Regions from separate parts of the Bombyx mori genome. Here region 1 is linked to region 2. The links are chromatin contacts, called in public Hi-C maps. All regions are on one chromosome and are shown on one strand. The core of a region is the stretch at or near the end of the contact, and the rest is flanking DNA. Distances in the headings are between cores, read along the strand shown.

Region 1 (6,112 bases), core at 3,462-5,961, 150 kb before region 2:
TATCATAAATTGTCTTGATGATTTGAAATCTGACATAGTCGTCGCATTCAGGCCACGATTCCAAAGAAATATTCCGCTGTAATCCGTTGTAATCAATTCTACTAAAATAAGATTAAAATGATAAACGAAAATAAAATTTATAAATGAACAGATTTTTTACACCCTGTATATTTATTACTAAAATGAAATCGCATCTAATTGTAATCAGAAAATATAAGTAAAGATATCAACTATAATACATCGAATATTAAATTTAAAACTTGTTTTTTTTTTCAACCCAAATTATTATTTTTTTGTAGAAAGACAGCTGATCTCACGGCACATCTTCAGATATGAAGTCGATATATTCATTGTACTATATTATAATAAGGACTGTCCTGCACGTTCAAACAGCAACGTAATGAATGGTTCATAGCAGAAATGGTACGAATATTCTCTCCTAACCATACAAGTTTACAATGTACAGCACAGGACAATGTGCATCAGAAAAAAATTTTTTTTGATTGCTTAGTTGGGTGGACGAGCTCAGAGCCCACCTGGTGTTAAGTGGTTACTGGAGCCCATATACAACTACAACGAAAATGCGCCACCCACCTTGAGATATAAGTTCTAAGGTCTCAGTATAGTTACAACGGCCGCTCCACCCTTCAAACCGAAACGCATTACTGCTTCACGGCAGAAATAGGCAGGGCGTTCCCAGGACTCCCAAGAGGTACTACCACCAGTAAAAAAATCACTGACTTGCTTTCTACCTATTGCTTAAAAAACGATACGCTCTTAATGGGATTTTGAAATTAGCGATTCTGGAATTAGATTTTGCAAGTTGAGATAGTTGTATACTTCCAAATGATTTCTATAGCAACAACGAGAACCCTAAATAATTCAGCGCCTGTCTTTATGTTGCAGCAATGTTACTCGGAGATAAATTATCTTCTATATATTATTATATAAAAATTAATTGCTGTTCGTTAATCTCGCTAAAACTCGACAACGGCTGGACTGATTTGGCTAATTTTGGTCTTGAATTATTTGTGGAAGTCCAGAGAAGGTTTAAAAGGTAGATAAATATGAAAATGCTGGGAATTAAATAAAAATAACAATTTTGTTTTTCCTTTGATGTGTCACCCGTCGGACGGATTTTGTTTGTTTTAAGTCAATTTTATACAATAGTTTAGGTCTTTTATTTATCGATTAAGGCACTACGAAGTCTGCCGGGTCAACTAGTAATCAATAGATATAATGAAACTGGAACTAGGTGTGTTTGTACACTGAAGAAAATAATGAAAACAGAAGGAGGGTAACTAATGAAGAGTAATATCACATATATACCAGCGATTTTTGTAATAATTTTCTGTTTGTTTGTTGGTTTTTGTACGTGCCCTTCTCTAGAACTATTAAACGGATTTTTATGTACTTTTCACAGAGAGATATGTTTTAATTTGGAGTAGAATATCGCCTTGATTTAATCAAAATTCGATGTTGCTACAAAAGTGAGATACATTTAAAGATTTTTAGAATCTAATCTTACAACAGCTTTTTATTGCCTTAATAAATAGGTAGAATGTACTGGTGTTTGATCACCATTGACGATGGACATCAGTGTGCTTAGTGCGTGTTTCTTAACGTTCTCGATAGCGTAAAAGTTAACCCAATTTTGTATGCAGTTGGAACAGCGCCCCTAACGGCAAAGGAAGGCAAACGATCCCATTCCATACAAATATGAGCTAACTTTTACGCTATCGAGAACGTTATAAAATCGCACTAATCGTACAGAATGACAGAGGTACTAACTGGTACTACTAAGTTTTGACTTACCGTTTTTAGATATTTCGTATCAAATAATATTATTTTGTTCGAATGTAACTTTATCTACGACGTTTTCGTGGTCAAGCAGCAGTGAAACATTTTTAATGAAATTTGGAAACATGTATTCAGAGTAATAGTTTGAATAATGGGGAAAAAGCAACTCTTTATCTCGAGTAAGTGCATCGTTCTTCATTTTTTCTGAATTACAAATTCGACGCGGGAGAAACCACGGGACGCGTCTAGTATTTTATAAAATCTTAATATAGCTTATTATGGCTATATGGAATACATTTATTGATACCAAGTTAACTGTCAATGATAGTAATCCCTTTTTAATCAATTTAAAAAGAAGGAATATGTTTTTATTTAGTTTTATTATGTTTATAAAACGAAATTACTGCTGGATGTATTTATTGAGTTTGCTTTTTTTTATTGCTTAGATGGGTGGACGAGCTGACGGCCCACCTGATGTTAAGTGGTTATCGGAGCCCATAGACATGTACAACGTAAATGCCGCCGCCCACCTTGAGATATGAGTTCTAAGGTCTCAGTATAGTTACAACGGCTGTCCCACCCTTCAACCGAAGCGCATTACTGCTTTACGGCAGAAATAGGCAGGGTGGTGGTACCTACCCGTGCGGAATCACAAGAGGTCCTACCACCAGTTATTACGCAAATTATAATTTTGCGGGTTTGATTTTTATTACACGATGTTATTCTTTCACCGTGGAAGTCAATCGTTTGTTAAGTACGTATTTTGAGTTAGAAAAAATTAGTACCCGCCAGCGGGATTCGAACACCGGTGCATCGCAAGATACGAATGCACCGAACGTCTTATCCTTTAAGCCACGACGGCTTTTGTACATGCTGTTTTATAGATGCCTCAGTGTGGTCCCAAGTAACAATTTTCTAAAACGGTAAGAGGTAAACTTTGATAATTTTGAAATGCGTATAAAAAGGAACTCGGAGCATTTTTGTCTAAATGTACTAAATTTTCACATCCGTGCCCACTGGCTCTCTATTACTTTGTACGTACACGAAAATGTCTGGCGCCGGCGGCATAGCACTCGAGTTGTATGAACGTAAATCAACTCATCGAAATAACAAGGGATATTTCCTGATAAGAATTGGAAACGTCAATGGTATCTATCTGTTTCGACTGTGATGCACCGCATGAAGATGAACTTATGTTTATTTGTTTAGATCAGCCTTTCTCAAAGTGGGCGATAACGCCCCCTTGTGGGCGCTGCGGGCCTAAAGGGGGGCGGTATGAAACCCAAAAAAAAATGAGAGCGTTGGGTAGAGGCTTGGGAGGCGATTTGTAATTTCAACTAGGACTCTTAGACACCGAGTGAGCTCTCGCTATAGTGGTTATTAAGTAGGTGAAAAAAAGGGGGCGCTAAAAAATAACTTATCTCAACGTGGGCAGAAGACAAAATAAGTTTGAGAATCCCTGGTTTAGATCATGATCGGTCTTTAAAGTAAATTACATAAGGCGGGTTATCGGCCAGCCTCGAGTCGGTCACAGCGTGCATTCACCGAACATGCGTTTGAATTTGTTAATACGCATTCATAACAACAAACCAATAAAACTAATCATAAATATCAACAGTAAAATGAATTGTTCAACATTTAACATGGATTTCACTTGTTTTTCTGTGAAAACAAATGCTGCCGATCAGATAAACTTTTATCAAGAGCAAATATTATACATAGTATTTTCCTCAATTTAATTTTTACGGAGCCGCCTGTGAACACGATATCTAAAAATATGATTTCCAATGACAATAAAAACGGGATTATGCCGAAAAAGTTGAAGTCGTCGTGGCCTAAAGGATAAGACGTCCGGTGCATTCGTATCTTGCGATCGCGTCCGCCACTTCTCCGATCGTGCCTGCTCCGAGGGGGGCGTGTTGTTGGCTGTGTCGATTGATATCGCCAACGCCTTCAACACGATTGTTGAATCGCTTCGGTTTCACCGCGTCCCCACTAGTCTCCGCACCCTGATAGAGGACTACCTCTCAGGGCGGAATGTGGTCTTCCCCGACGGAAAGCGGTGTCTTGCGGGGTCTCACAGGGGTCGGTACTGGGACCACTCCTGTGGGACATCGGTTTCGACTGGGTCCTGCGCAGTGCTAGCCTGCGTGGCGTCGACGTAGTGTGCTATGCCGACGACACGCTGGTGACGGCCCGCGGAAATGACTACAGAGCTGCAGCGATCCTTACGACGGCGGCGGTCTCCACGGTCGTTAGTTGCATTCGAAGATTGGGTCTTGAGGTGGCCCTCCGCAAGCTCGAGGCCGTGTACTTTCACCCAGTCCGGAGGCGACCCCCTCCGGGAGCAACTCTCATAGTCGGCGGAGTATCGATCGCTGTCCAGCTGAAGCTCAAATATTTGGGCCTTGTGCTGGACAGCCGATGGCGCTTCGACAACCACCTCGGTGAGTTGGTCCCGAAGCTACTGGGAATGGCGGGTGCACTAGCCCGTCTTCTCCCCAATGTCGGTGGTTGCCGCGCCGGTGTCCGGCGTCTGTACCGGGGGGTCGTGCGCAGTATGGCCTTGTACGGCGCTCTCATGTGGTCGCCCGCACTCTCCGCGCGTAATGCGGCTTTGCTGCTACAAGCTCAGCGGGCGCTCGCGATGAGGGTCATCAGGGGGATCGTACGGTCTCCCGGGAGGTCGCCTGCGCCCTCGCCGGTTCCCTTCCTTGGGATCTCGAGGCCAAGGTAGTGGCTACGGTATACCGGCACAGGACACAGTCCCTGAGTCGGGGACGGACGCCCGGCCTGTCGGCTGTCGGTCGGTGGAGGCGTGCTGCACGTCATCTGGCCTACGCCAAGTGGAGGGAGCGGTTGCTGGAGGAGCTTGGCCAAACTTTAGTCACTCGTCAGCGCACCCTCGGGGCCCTGGTGCCTGTGCTGGAGGGATGGTCAGGTCGGCGACACGGCGTGCTCTCCTTCCTGACGCGGGTCCTCTCGGGGCATGGCTGCTTCGGGAGGTACCCGTGGAAGGTCTGCAGGAGAGAGCCACATCCAGGTTGCCACCAGTGTGGGCATCCGGACGATGACGCTCAGCACGCACTCGAAGCGTGCCCACGTTGGGAGCACTCGCGGCGGGACCTCATCGCGGTGCTCGGGAGAGACCTCTCCTTGCGGGCTGTCATCGCCCGCATACTAGAGGACCAGAATTCGTGGGAGGTCATGACCAGGTTTTGCGACCTGGTCATGGCATTCCATGAGGCTGAGGAGCGCGAAACGGAATGGGATTCCTCTTCGGCTCCTCAGCGAAGAAGGCGGAGTGGGCGGTACGGGCGCGAAGCTCCCGTTCATCTCCCGTAGGGGCTGTCGGGTGCCGGGTGCGGGGGCACCCGGTACTCGGCTGTCGGTCCAGTGGTGAGGCGGCGCAAGGTGGCTCCTGTGCACCGCTCACGGTGTGTCTCCCAAGACGAAGTCCTGCGGGATCTTCCCGGGGATGGAATCCCGTTCTATTAACAGGACGGGTAGGTACCGGAGAAGGCGAGCCTTCGGCGCACACTGCGCGGTACCGTGGGTTTCGTGGAGTCGGAGTGGTGGGGCTCGATGGGGTTTAGTCGGTAGTTGGTTTTGCAGGGTAGCTCTTGCGTGGCTGACGCCGTGCAGTGCCTCGCGCGCCTTTTTCAAGGCGTAGTCTCCCGACAGGAATTGGAAGAAGAGGAGGACACCGGTTTTCCTCTTCTCCCTCTTCTTCTCTGGAGGCGCTGGAGTCCGACATAACCCGGTCTGTTACCCACCTCGACCGGATAATGGATTCCCTAGCGTTAAAAAAAGAAAAAAAAGGCGGGTACCAATTTTTCTAATGAAATACGTACTTAACAAATGTTCACGATTGAGTTCCACGGTGAAGGAATAACATCGTGTAATAAAAATCAAACCCCCAAAATTATAATTTGCGTAATTACTGGTGGTAGGACCTCTTATGAGTCTGCATGGGTACCACCACCCTGCCTATTTCTATCGTGAAGCAGTAATGCGTTTCGGTTTGAAGGGTGGGGCAGCCGTTGTAACTATACTGGGACCTTAGAACTCATATCTCAAGGTGGGTGGCGGTATTTACGTTGTAGATGTCTATGGGCTCCGGTAACCACTTAACACCAGGTGCGCTGTGAGCTCGTCCACCCATCTATGCAATAAATAAAAATTAAAAAAGTAGTTTAATTAAGATGAAAAACCTTCTGGAAATTTTGAATAAATATATACATAAGTATACCATATAATTACCAATGTTTGCTCAGTTATCACAATTAAATAACAATCACTGACGCCTCAA
Region 2 (6,479 bases), core at 1,644-4,143:
TAAAGCACAAGTCCGGCCTCGCGTGGAGTACTGCTCCCATCTCTGGGCCGGGGCTCCCAAATACCAGCTTCTTCCATTTGACTCCATACAGAGGAGGGCCGTTCGGATTGTCGATAATCCCATTCTCTCGGATCGTTTGGAGCCTCTGGGTCTGCGGAGGGACTTCGGTTCCCTCTGTATTTTGTACCGTATGTTCCATGGGGAGTGCTCTGAGGAATTGTTCGAGATGATACCAGCATCTCGTTTTTACCATCGCACCGCCCGCCACCGGAGTAGAGTTCATCCATACTACCTGGAGCCACTGCGGTCATCCACAGTGCGCTTCCAGAGATCTTTTTTGCCACGTACCATCCGGCTATGGAATGAGCTCCCCTCCACGGTGTTTCCCGAGCGCTATGACATGTCCTTCTTCAAACGAGGCTTATGGAGAGTATTAAGCGGTAGGCAGCGGCTTGGCTCTGCCCCTGGCATTGCTGAAGTCCATGGGCGACGGTAACCACTCACCATCAGGTGGGCCGTATGCCCGTCTGCCAACAAAGGCAATAAAAAAAAAAAAAAAAAAAAAAAAAGATCATTTTCTTCACTGCTTTGATCGCCTTTTTAGTATGGTATACAATATATCGCGTGGACGGACAGATCTGTTCCTCTTATAAATACCTAGGTATAGGAATAGAATAGAATATTCATATCAGACATAAAAAATCCAACTTGAAATAAAAATGATGTTGTTCATATTTTATTGTAACAATTTATTTTTGCCTATAGCTACATTAGGGTTTGGTTTATGCACATGTTTATACTAAGTACATATAAAGGGATCGTTCCCAAAAGGCGAACGTGGTAGGAAAAAAAAATACATTATTCTCCTCGTTTAATTTAGTTTATTATAGGTTTTATATGTATATAATATATGTAGCTAGTACAAAATACAAGCTATAATACATGCGACAAACTGAACATATAGAAAATACATCAACGGATTTTTTTAGAGATCATTTTGAAGTCGTCGTGACCTAAAGGATAAGACGTCCAGTGCATTCGTATCTAGATCACTGATGCACCAATGTTTCTTCTTCGCTTTATTGCTATCCTTCTTACAATACAAATATACCTACATTGATTCCTCCCGATGCATTAACGGTGCTTTTAGGTACCTCAAGCTCCGGATACCGCCCTCGCCGAACCCGTCGCTTGCGACGAAGGGCTCGACGAGTAAATTAACCCATAGACACAGCCCACTGAGTTTCTCGGTGGATCCTCTCAGTGGGTCGCGTTTCCGATCCGGTGGTAGATTCTGCGAAGCACTGCTCTTGTTAGGGCCAGTGTTAGCAACACTGCGGTTTAAGCCCAGCGAGCTTACATACACGTCAAGGAGTAGCTGAAATAGCCTCCCAAGGCTATCAGCATAGGTAGGGGAAAAAATACATTAGTTACATGCCATGGATATGCTTTTCTGAAGAATAGGTCTTAGATTGGCAAATCAGTATAAACAACGTTTGTAGACCTAATGTGTTTAATGAGAAATTGTTGGAGATGATACATTAATCTTGATTTCCATATCGTACCGTCCGGTGTTAAATTCCTTACTATTTGGAACGCTTCGACCTGTGAATTTTCAGAAAATCTTTTTGTCACATACTACCCTTCTTTAGAATGGCGTATCCGTATGCTCGCCTACAAGAGCGATTACAAAAATGTTCCTAGCTACGACTTGCTAAAAGGGGCTGACTTTTCATTGAGGTAGTTCATATTTATTTTTGCCTAGACTCCGCTACCATTGCATTTTAGTTTTAATGGGACAAGTAATTATATTCTCAAATTATTCCCATCGACTTCACTTTTGAGGTCAAAAGATCCTACAATGCTATTCACGAGACCCTACCGGAACGACCACGGTCTCTGCTAGTACAAGTAAGATTGATTATAAGCCTGCACAGATGGTACCATCCTCCTATCTATTTATACCGCGATGCATTCGTGTGTTCAGCCTGAAGGGAAGAAGCCTTGTTATAACAATACTCGATGAGATTCTTAATTTTGAACAGTTTTGAATTTAGAGCTTACTCTTGTGTCGTCTCTTTGGAATCTAACGAATCTTCCTTGAAGGCATAGGATTTTCAAAAATAGATTACCAAAGAACGTAGGTAATTTCGAATGTGGAACTAACGCATCTTTTTTACGCGGAACACATAAAATTAATCTAAATTAAATCCACTTGTTTTACTTTTACTTTACGTTACTTATATTAATATTGTGAGTGCTCGCCTTCAGTTCACCGCTGAAAAGAAGATAAGGACTTGGACAACATCAGCTAATTCACAAGTATTTTATTCTCTGACTCATTCACTATGTTTTTCATCTTCACCTAGCCCCCAAAATATCCCTAAAGCCTGCTTGCCTCGCATCGCTGAATTCTGAACCCCTTTCCTACTGCATACACGGTATTCATGTCATGATGTAGGTACATATATGTGCACTCGCAAACTTTTAACCCCAGGCGAGCTCGAGCTAATTTGCGCTCCTAGAGATATAAAACATAAAAATATCATTGCGGAATTTTATTAAATAGTGAGTACCCACCTTATTAAACAGTTATTAAATAATTATACAAACTATCATTCAGATCAACGTTAACGTTATAAGCGACAGACTCTTAGATTCTAAAACGAACATAAGAAGCCTTAAATCTGTTTTCATTGGTAACAAAGAAACAAACAAGGGCTTACAGTTGACGACGACGCAGCCACGTTCGATTTATTGGTGCATTGTTCAAATTTTCCCTCTTGGCTGTGGAGACAGCCAGACGCGCACCTGTCTAGCGGACGCAATCGTTACCACGTCGGTCTGCATCGGGGAGCATGCGCAAACCGAGCGATCTAATGTTCGACCAAGTTCAGTGGGAAGTGAAGAGGAACGACGCTGCACGGTGCTCGCGAATGGTCGCATAGCTGACGTCGCACCGCCCGCACCCACAGTCCTCCCGCCGCGCCGGCTCTGTGCGCTACACACGAACAGCATTATGGTGAGTCATTAATAAAGTGCGAAACTATTCAATTATGACGACCTTTACGTTTGACTGCAAACTGTGTTAAAATGAACTGCTTCATAATAATATACATAAAACTTCAATTGAAACGTGAAATCAGGACTGACCTTGACGCCTCAGAACAGCCGACAAACCAAAATGCGCTAACCTAATTATGTCGTAAATTGTAAGTTATGATAGAAAACAAGAATAATGCGTATCTTCAACGAAGGTCAACTACCTAAAACCTAACAAGCAGTTGATAATTTAAATCTTTCAGGTAATGGATAACCGCACGAGTTATGATTCTGAAAACGAACAGAACTCATCGATTTTCGTAACAAACTTTCAAAATGGAGACAGCGTTAACTATTCTGTTGTTCTTCTTAAAGGAATAATAACACGTTTAAACTGTAATACCCAAGAAAAGTTAATCTGTTCAATCACAAACAACGGGACACAAAGTAAAACGCAATGGGATGTCCATAATGGAGAGTTTAAGGCAATAATTGAATTAAAACATGGAGAAAATGTGATTGAACTTGAGTACACAGAACAACAACGCCGGAAATTTATTTTAGATTACACACCGAGAAAAACGAATCTAAGGGTAACACCTGTCTACATTATTTGCCAAGGCCATGACGGTTGTTTTCAAAGTCCATCCGATATTGACAACTCTATAGAGAGTGCATGTTTACGTATATCTCTTGGCTGTAAACTAATACAAAGTTTAACAGCTGAAAAATTGTTTGAAAGTGGCAATGGCCGAAAAACATTTCAACTCGAACACGAAGTCAACCCAAAGAAACCAGAATGCATAATATTCAAGAGTACGCTAAATGTGAACAAAGCTAGAAAAATGAAACAAGCTGAATTATGGTCTCACTTTGGTAGAGAGCTCATGCTTTCTGATTTAGGAAGCAATGAGAGGAAATTTATAGGTTTTATATCTTGCACAAGGTATAAAGGAACTGATCTCGACAAGCCTATGACACATGAAGAGACAGTTTCTATGACTGAAGCTTACGCGGCTTTGGGTGGTGGAGGATTGGCTTTATTTGGAACAGCATGCTTATACACTTGGCCTACAACTATTGATGAAATAATCCCAAAATTTATGAATTCAACACCCGTAAATCCAAAGAGGTTCATGGACGATAGTGGTTATCGTGGAACACTCGGAGGCTGCTTTGCAACAACTTTGGGGTCTGTATTTCACGAACTTGGACATACTTTTGATCTTGGACACACTAAAGATGGGATAATGGGAAGAGGTTTTGATAATTTAGACAGAGTATTCATTGTTGGAGAAAAAAGGTCATCGTTGTTAAAAGATAGTATGAATAATTTTAATGGAAAACCAGTACAACATTCGACCGTTTCTCTTCAACGTAACATAAATGTAACTATGAATGTGGCAGAGCCGTTAAGAGTGTTAGGGCCAAGAAGTAAAACGACATTAGGAAACTTTGCATCAATGTCAAAATCAGATATTGTAAGGAGAAGTCCAAATATCACTCCAATAACAAGACCATCAAGTGTATACTCAAGTATTACAAACAAGTTAACAGAATCTAAGAAAAATGTAAACCGCAATCATAGCAATGATTCCATATATTGGACCAGAAACTGCGCAGTATTTTTGTCTTATCATAGATGGTTCAATAATGAATACGGCAGAGAGAGACAAGCAATTACTAGATATCTAAAATTTGACAAAAACAAAATGATGATTATCTCTACTGCGGGTATCAGGATAGTTGAAGTCAGAGATGATTCTAATGGAATGGTTTTAGATTCTTATGAATTTACTAACCTCCTACCAGAAAAAAGATTTTTGGTTCCATTCACGTTTTCCCCTAAAACAAAAGTTTTGACAATAGTTGTTGAAGATGACTTAGGAAATGTGTTAAAACAAACGTTTTCATACTAGATTGAACAACACAAATTTTCCTATTGACAATAAAGTGAGCAAATCCGAAGGATAAATAGTATCAACAGATTTGAACGAAACCAAACGTGAAGAGAAACGGAAGCCAAAATTACATACACATAAGTAGATTATTTTTAAATTTTAACGAAATTGGAAGCACTAAAATTATCATGGCAACATTGTTCAAACCTCTGCATTTTGTTCCATGACAACCAGAAACTGACACTGACACATTCTTATCAAGATGACATTTTTGTGTACCTACTTACAATTTCATTTTAGGAACTTTATCATGTTTTTTGTAAATATCACGATAACGAGATAAGTTTTGTAAATGTGTAATAAATTAATTGTAATTATAAAATCCTTGTAAATAAGATATTTAAGATAACTGCTAATAAGTATTTACAATGGCTAGCTCCACACAACACACAATAGTTTGTTTTGAAGATGTGAAGTCTTTCCCGCCTGTTGTAAATGGAAAAATTAATTTGGTGAGCTTCTTGGAAGCTGCAACGGATTTGGTCTACCTTGTTGGTATGTTTAACATCCATTTTTACTAGTTCGTTTCCTGTGCGAAATGTTTTTTTTTTTACAAGAATAAGTTTTTCAGGGAAGATTTCTGAAATAATTCCATTAGAGCGCCACTGCAAGTCATTAAATGGGTATATTTCGTCAATTTAGAAGAAAGCAAAGTCCATTCACAACTATGTTTTATTATCATTTTACATAAAATAGTCAAACCATCACTTATTCAGGTTAAAAACTTAAAAACCAAATTAAATTCCACATTATATTTTGTTGACCAATTTATATCTAATTTATATCTAATCAAATTATATCTAAATTACAGAACGCCTTGGCACAGCTTTTGCACCTGTAAAATTTGATATGCAAGGAAATATTGATGTGAGTTCCGCTTTTTTTCAATATTTATAAACAAAGTATAATTTGGCTGAATTTTAGTTGAAGCTTTATTACTTTCTTCAACATTTTTCTAAATATTTCTATATAAGATTGGTCTTCTAAGTTTTTCCTTGGGTGTCCTTTTCTCTAAACCTCGATAAGACCTTACTTAGGTCATGCACTATAAGGCCATAAGGCTTTTGAATTTCTATGTGGATTTGATATTAATAGTTAGCTTATGCTCTTTGACTTTTTGACATTTTTTGTAAATAAGTATATTAAATAATGGACCTTGAAAAAACTAATAAAAAAACTTACTGTAGTTATTTTTTTTATTTCAAATTATTTGAATGTCATTGCTTTTCAAGATGTCATCAGTGGCATAAAGAAAGCAAAACCATTTTATTTCAGAATTGTTCTCAAGTAATTCCAGTATCTCAGATACTCTCAGATGAGGCTCCCTCCTTATGTCTCTTTATTGTCTTTGTCATTCTCTGACCCAGTATAAAACCCTGTTACCTATCTTCTGACTCCTGTTCAGTGGTTTCTGAAATACCTTAAGGTCCATACAATTGGTTTCTTTTAAATTAACAACATATGTATGTTTTGTTT

Evidence for each region. A called contact is a pair of places that touch in the nucleus more often than the background predicts.
Region 1: a contact with region 2 is called in a Hi-C map of middle silk gland, with 2.5 times the contacts expected there. The contact joins the enhancer-like site here to the promoter of LOC134199536 in region 2. A contact is called at or near these places in 2 of 7 Hi-C or Micro-C datasets (middle silk gland and posterior silk gland).

The regions. Positions count from the first base shown.
Region 1 is chr10:10,497,395-10,503,506 of ASM3026992v2, reverse strand. All of the region lies in intron 2 of LOC134199538 (a long non-coding RNA gene), which reads right to left. LOC101740993 (serine/threonine-protein kinase fused) reads left to right here. Exons shown (of 11, transcript XM_004923160.5): 11 at 1-259. Among protein-coding and RNA genes, the nearest start is that of LOC101740993, 11 kb to the left of the region's middle. Within about 2 kb of position 4,711, at least 4 of the 8 cell types and tissues checked have open chromatin away from gene starts, as enhancers often do.
Region 2 is chr10:10,347,578-10,354,056 of ASM3026992v2, reverse strand. It overlaps LOC134199536, which reads left to right and starts at 2,893. Exons shown (of 2, transcript XM_062670664.1): 1 at 2,893-3,022; 2 at 3,306-5,355. The coding sequence starts at 3,020. The coding sequence ends at 4,961. It overlaps LOC101740715 (transmembrane protein 17), which reads right to left. Exons shown (of 7, transcript XR_009974076.1): 7 at 5,658-6,414. It overlaps LOC692943 (glycolipid transfer protein), which reads left to right and starts at 5,233. Exons shown (of 5, transcript NM_001046783.1): 1 at 5,233-5,498; 2 at 5,815-5,870. The coding sequence starts at 5,372.